Regions from separate parts of the Mus musculus genome. Here region 2 is linked to region 1. The links are chromatin contacts, called in public HiChIP or PLAC-seq maps. All regions are on one chromosome and are shown on one strand. Each heading gives the region's core, a stretch centred on a gene start, on an enhancer-like site or on the middle of the called end of the contact. The rest is flanking DNA. Distances are from core to core; before and after follow the strand shown. Region 1 has its middle 44 kb from the start of Tyro3. Region 2 holds the start of Mga (MAX gene associated).

Region 1 (3,468 bases), core at 565-3,064:
AAAATCCCAGCACTTGGCAGGTAAAGGAAGGAAATGTGAGTTCAAGGCTAGCCTGAACTATCAAGCGATACCCTGTCTCAAAGGAAATCAGCCAGATGTGGTGGCACATGTGTTTTATCCCAGAACTCAAGAGGCAGAGGCAGAAAGATCTGGGTGAATCTGAGGCCAGTCTGGTCTACAGAGTGAGTTTCAGGACATCTTGGACTACATAGTGAGGCCCTGTCTCAAATTAAATAAATAAATAGCCAGAGAGATAGCTGAACACATAAAGGCACTAGGCACAGAACCCTGACCATCTGAGGTCTGTCCCAGGAACCAACAAATAAAAGCCAGTGCAGTAGTGTGATTCTATGATCCTATTGCTCCTACAGATGGGAGGCAGATACTGTCCAGAAGCACTTCAGCCAGCTAGCCTAGAGTACTCAGTCCACCAGAGTAAGGAAAGACCTCAGCAAGGTGGAAGATGAGAACTGAATTCTGCAAGTTGTCCTCTGACCTCCATACACACACACACACACACATACACACACACACACACACACAGAGGCAGACACACACATGCTCATATGAAAGGAAGAAAAGAAGTAAATGGTCCACTTGTAAAAAGCAAAAAGAATAGTTTTTGTGATGGTTTGTATATGCTTGACCCAGGGAGTGGAACTATTAGTAGGTATGACCCTGTTGGAGTGGGTGTGTCACTGTGGGTGTGGGCTTTAAAACCCTCATCCTGAGCTGGGCAGTAGTGGCACAGGCCTTTAATTCCAGCACTTGGGAGGCAGAGGCAGGTGGATTTCTGAGTTCAAGGCCAGCCTGGTCTATAGAATGAGTTCCAGGACAGCCAGGGTTACACAGAGAAACCCTGTCTCGGGGGCAGGGAGGAAGGTCAGTATTCTGCTAGCAGCCTTCAGATAAAGATGTAGAACTCTCAGCTTCTCCTGCACTATGCCTGCCTGGATGCTGCCATGTTCCCACCTTGATAATAATGGACTGAATCTCTGAACCTGTAAGCCAGCCCCAATTAAATGTTGTTCCTTATAAGAGATGCCTTGTGCAGACTGTGCGAGGGACAGCCTCATGGAGGAAGCAACAGTGTCAACCAGCCAGACCCCCCAGAGCTCCCAGGGACTGGATCTCCAACTAAAGAGTATACATGGAGGCACCCATGGCTCTGGGCACATATGTGGCAGAGGATGGCCTTGTTGGATAGCAGTGGGGGGAAAGGCCCTTGGCCCTGAGGGTGTTCGATGTCCCAGTATAGGGGAATGCCAGGATGGGAAGACCAGAATGGGCAGGGGAGCACCATCATAGAGGCAGGGGGAGAGGGGGATGGGATAGATGGTTTCAGAAGGGGAGATCTGGAAAGGGGAAAACACTTGAAATGTAAATAAAGAAAATACCCAAGGGAAAAAAATTGCCTTGGGCCTGGAGAGATGGCTCAGTGGTTAAGAGCACCGACTGCTCTTTCAAAGGTCCTGAGTTCAATTCCCAGCAACCACATGGTTGCTCACAACCAGGGGATTGTAGAGCCGGGATCGATGCAAAAAGCAAGAGGAATTAATTGTTCCAGTGCACTGGGGTTGTCCCAGACCCACAGGAGAGGCAGCAACTACCAGCACCAGTTTGGGAGTTTTTATATGGTTTCCAGGGCAGAACAAAGCAAAAGCAACTAGGTACAATATGATTGGTGGAACAGTGCACCTTTTAAATTGATTGGTCTTTAGGGAATGAGGTGACAAGGACTTCGGTTGTCTGAAGATGAGCAAGGCCAGTCCTGCGGAATGTGTCCCCACCCTCAGGTCGGTTCTCTCTTGTGGTCTGAGAAATGCTAATTAGCCTCTCCCTTCTGGAGGGGCAGTGTTTCTTGACTTTCTCAAAGTTCCTGAGATGACCTTTTTAGGATCTGGTGCCCTCTTCTGGTATGTTTGAAGACAGATATATATATATATGTGTGTGTGTGTGTGTGTGTGTGTGTGTGTATTGGTCACGGTATCTGTTTACAGAAGTAAAAGCCTAACTAAGACAGTTTCTAAGAAAGCAATATTAATGCAATACACATTGAGAGCCAGTTTCAAAACCAAAATTAGTTAGTTAATTTAAATAAAGTGAGTTTTTAAAAGAACGGTATTGGAGAGGTGGCTCAGCAGTTAGGAGCACTGGCTGCTCTTCTTGAGAAGTGGGGGCAGGGGGTGGTCTTGATTCCCAGCGTCCACTCAGGAGTTAATAATCACCTATAACTACAGTTTCAGGGGATCTGTACTGTACTGAGGGGATACCTCCTCAGGTTCTCACAGGCACTGATCAAAGTGGTATGCAGATGCACAAGCAGGCAAGACACCCATACACAGAAAATAAGGAAAGAAAGCTGAGTGTGGTGGCACACACCTTTAATCCCAGTACTCGGGAGGCAGAGGCAGGCGGATTTCTGAGTTCGAGGCCAGCCTGGTCTACACTACAAAGTGAGTTCCAGGACAGCCAGGGCTATACAGAGAAACTCTGTCTCGGGAAAAAAAAAAGAGAGAGAGAGAGAAGAAAAAGAAAAAAGAAAAGAAAAGAAAAAAGAATTTCATATATTTGTATATATGAATCAAATTTCATATGATAGATCTTTCTCAGGCTGCTCTTGTAGCCCTGCCCATAGGTAACAACCCCATCTTTTCAAAGGCTGATCTGGCCTTCATTTGTTGGCACACACCTGAAATACCAGCACTTTACAGGCTGAGGCAGGACACTTCAGCTTCCAGGCCAGCCTGGGCTACAAAGCCAAACCCCATCTCAAAAATAAAGAAACCCACATCGTCTAAAGAAAACTCTTGATATATTCCATAATTATTTACGTCACTACGGAAACAGAAGGCTTTGCAAGTAAGAAGCCAAACTGCTCTATTCTCTTTCTCAAATGTCAGTGGTATGTTGGCAAAGATTCTGAGAGGAGTGAGAACAGAAAAGCAGTGACACGAGAGAGTCAAAATGCTCCTCATACAGACACATCAGTCAAGAAAACAACAACAACCGGAAAAGAAAGATTGTGTTCAAGACAGTTTGCAGGCAAATCTGCATCAACTTCCTCCAGTAATACATACTAACATTTTTTAGATTAAAATATGGTGACAAACAACCAACTTAACTCCCTTGAGGTATTTCAGTTCACTTGTTCACATACGCAGGACTGGTGAGGTTTCATGACTCAAAAGGATAAATCCTGGCTCTGATACCAGGCGGGGCAGCCTGGATGTTCCTGTAAACAACCAATCAGGAATCAAACTTAGAAATGTAACGAGCCATTGTTGCTGAGATGTGACTGGGGAACAGACAGCCCAGAATGGCGTCAGTTTAAGGATGTGTCATGTGAATCCGCCTACAGATGACTCTAGGAGCTGCTTCTGAAATGGGAGGAGGCTGTCATCACCTCTCCTGGTGGCACAGGCACCAGCACTGTAGAAAATCATGTTCTTTTGGAAGTGTATTCAA
Region 2 (3,468 bases), core at 483-2,982, 53 kb before region 1:
TAAATGTTGCCCATGCTAACCATGTCCTTTTAAACGATAAATGTACTACTATACAGGAGGCTCACTATGGTGTTTGTCTTTTGATTAAATTAAATCGCATTTTGAAACTCAAATTTTTTACATATCTCCATTTGTAGGTATTAATCTGAAACAATTCAAGTTAACAAGCTTTTAGTTGCCTATGGGTTACTAAGTAGAACCTGAAAAACTAACCTTTACTGCAGAAATGGACAGCAAATTTGAAATAAATATGCCAATGCACCCAGGGAATGAAATTTCAGGTCTTTCACTTGTGTTGCAGTTAAGTGGACACAACTTACTACCTATGTATAAAAAAATAAAACAGCCTCCAGTTACTCGCTTTTCAGCTAGCCACAAACATGAAAAAAATGTCGCAAAGAAAACTCTTCCAGGGTAGAGTCCCAAGGATCACGTGCAGCCAGGCGGAACCCTGTGTTCCTAAGGCTGTTCAGCCGCTTTCGGTTACCTTGGAGACTACACAACTAGTCACCCCGCCAGCCCATTTCCCAGCAGTCCTCTCGCTACTCTCCTGCACCTTAACTGCAGCAGCGTCGTGCGCAAAAAGCCAGCAAGACAGGCAGAGTTGACCAAGCACTTGGACACGCAAGCTTGGCAAGCTCAACAACACCCACAGACTGAGCATAAGTGAGCCCTAACTTCTCAAGATCCACGTGTCGGCTTCGGCGACGCGAACAAGAGTGGGTCTCCCTCAGACGGAGATTTTTCCCGTTCTACTAATCAAGCCACTCTTCAGGCACTCTTCACCCATGCCTGCTACCATCCTTTTGCCAGAGAAAAAGAGACATTCTTGGGGAACGAAAGAGAAGGCTAATGCCCTTGCGCACCTTACACTCGACTCAAAGACGTACTTGAAAATTCAACAGAAACGGGAAGTCCTATGGACAGAAAACCAGTCAGGTTACCCCAGAAAGAGAAAAAGGAACCACCACCTGTTCCCTACCTGTTTTCTCCGCCTTCGAATTAGCACTTACAAATCACAGCTCCTTTGTTTACAAAGTTCTCACTCTCATTCAACTCACTCATCGCCCCCTCATTAAATTCGGGGCCTTGCCTCAATTTGACCCGAAATTACACGCTAGGAAATGTTTGAATAGGTGTCAAAACACTGCATCCAGTTCCTTGGAGAAACAGACATTGGTTGTTTCCCTCGGAGAGTTGAAACTCAGAGAGCTGAACTCTTAAAACCTGTGCTTATTCCATCGATAACCAGGCTAGAAATCGTCACGCGGAACGTGCCATGCTGTTCAACACCCCACGCACGCGAGGGCAGGGCCGTGCCGTAGGCACTTCTCACCCCGCCCGCCTCGTGGTCTCGGTCTCCGGCGTCGATGTTCCTAGTTAGTTCTCCGAGCGACACGGAAGTGAGGTCGGGGAGGCGTGCGAGATGACATGCGCAACTCGCTCAAGGGACCAAAGGCTGCACAGCGTAAGGCCCAGCCAGGCCCAGGCGTGCGAAGCTCTCTCTGCGGAACGCTGGGCAAGCCGTTCAAATACACAAGTGGTTTAAACTCAAAAAAACTCCAATCGGGCCACTATTGAAGCGACGCCCTCCACCCAGGCCCGAGAGTTACCGTGCGGGGCGTGGCCGGCCTCACCCCGAGTCCTTCACATCCCTCTAGGGGAGGGTTATTCTGAAGGGTTCGCACACCGTGTGTCCGCTTCAGCTGAAGAGCCTGCGCACGCACCGGATGTCCACGTCACTGCGCACGCGCTCCTACCAGCTTGGAGCCGACCGCGCAGGCGCATAGGGAGGCGCGAGCAGCACCTCTTTGCCCCTCCCCCAACATCAGGAGGCCAAACAGCCCGGAGCAGCGTCAGGACCCTTGGGTTCCGCCCACGGAGCCGAAGCCGTAGCCTTTTCGCATTTTAGTAATCCAGAAAGAACTTATGAAGCTTCCAGAATCAGGAAAGGAGAGACAGGAGAGAGGTACACAATACGCTCAATCCTGTATTCGAAGCCTTCGTGAAAATTCTGAAACCACTGCCCTCCAGGCCTTTCCCAACAAGACTCTTCAGCCTTTCCCAGAGACTTCTCACCGGCCCCGCCCCTGCCGTACCCAGCCCCACCCACATGAAGCTTCATAGACCTCCTGGCTTCGCAAATCCTTCAAAAAAAAAAAAAAAAAAAAAAAAAAAACGGAGGACCTCCTGTACAAAGTGCTATGGGGTTGGAAAGTACCAGAACACTGGAAAAGCTTGAAGCAAACACCACGAAAGAAGAGTAAGCAATTTTCCAATATTCGCCAACAAAGAACACTAGGAAAATTCGAGAAAGCCTTGTTGAGCGCAGAGAATGGAAGTTTATGCCTATATTCTCAACACTGAGGCTGAAGCAGGATTGCTGCGAGTTCGAGGCTAACCTGAATTCTATAGTGAGTTCACGTTCCAGAGTAGGCTAGGCTGCCAAGACACCGTGCTGGAATGAAAAGCAAAGCAAAGAAAGGTTCTATAAAGGAAAAAGAGCTGCCACTAAATTGCCTGATACCAAGATGAAAGATGTCTTAAAAAGAAATGGTCAAGAATATTTTTGTTGTTGTTGTTGCTTCTTCAAGACAATGAAGCTTAAAAATGTAAAGAAAACATTAACCAACAATGTATATTTTTGTTGTTGTTGTTGCTTCTTCAAGACAATGAAGCTTAAAAATGTAAAGAAAACATTAACCAACAAGTATGTCAGACAATTGCCAAACTAAGTCAGAGAGCAATAATTCTCAACCAAACATCAAAAATTTTAGGTTTTTTTCTCTACCATTTACTACTTTCATGCTGCTAACCTACCAGTAAATGTTTAAAGTGAAAAGGAGTAATTACGAAATAATTAAGTAGAAAACATAAAATGCAGTCCATATTCCCAAACTTTTCACTCTCAAGAGATAATAGAAAAACTTATTTTGTGCTAAGTGACAATACAAACACTTTGAAGGAAACCAAGAATGTAAGGATGGAGCCAAGAGGAAGGACAAGGATAGCCAACAGGGTTGATCTGACTTGCTTCGTTTCACTTAGCTATTTATTCCTGAGGAGATACGCAACACATAGGCAGAAACTGAACTAAAGTTTACAGACTTCTGAAATCCATGATTCAGGAAAACCATTCAAGATCTTAGAAGACTGAAAACCATTTCTTTAACACGTTCCTCTTCTCTGACTCAAGAACCTTTCCTACTAAACCAAGATGCCTTCTCGAGGGTTATAATGGTTTCTCAAAAAAATCTCATTTTTCTGAGACTAAAATTTGAGTTTATTTACTAGTAAAATGTCTGCCCCTAAGGTATGAATGACTCGGTAGCATCTCAAAAAAAGACAACCCAAATAGCATCTCTAATTGGAAAAATCTACGAGAACAACTTGCATGGGAAAGTACAACAGAAATGCTCTTTGGTGCTCTTTCCCTGCTCCAAGCAAACATGAAATACCAGATTTCAA

What was found. HiChIP or PLAC-seq counts read pairs in DNA pulled down with a chosen protein or histone mark.
Region 2: an H3K27ac HiChIP or PLAC-seq map of embryonic stem cells shows a contact between it and region 1, with 18 read pairs. The contact joins the promoter of Mga here to the enhancer-like site in region 1. A contact is called at or near these places in 7 of 39 promoter capture datasets (the 3T3-L1 cell line, embryonic stem cells, erythroid cells and 2 more), 1 of 15 datasets of contacts at CTCF or cohesin (embryonic stem cells), 23 of 484 Hi-C or Micro-C datasets (the G1E-ER4 cell line, embryonic stem cells, morula and 2 more), 14 of 115 datasets of contacts at active chromatin or transcription factors (embryonic stem cells, extraembryonic endoderm stem cells and trophoblast stem cells) and 1 of 9 other capture datasets (adipose tissue).

Annotation. Positions count from the first base shown.
Region 1 is chr2:119,842,092-119,845,559 of GRCm38.p6, reverse strand. No RefSeq gene overlaps it. Among named protein-coding and RNA genes, the nearest start is that of Tyro3, 44 kb to the right of the region's middle. Within about 2 kb of position 1,814, at least 27 of the 459 cell types and tissues checked have an H3K27ac peak or open chromatin away from gene starts, as enhancers often do. A contact at or near this core is called in embryonic stem cells and neurons, where this site is marked.
Region 2 is chr2:119,895,492-119,898,959 of GRCm38.p6, reverse strand. It overlaps Mga (MAX gene associated), which reads right to left and starts at 1,732. Exons shown (of 24, transcript NM_013720.2): 1 at 1,614-1,732.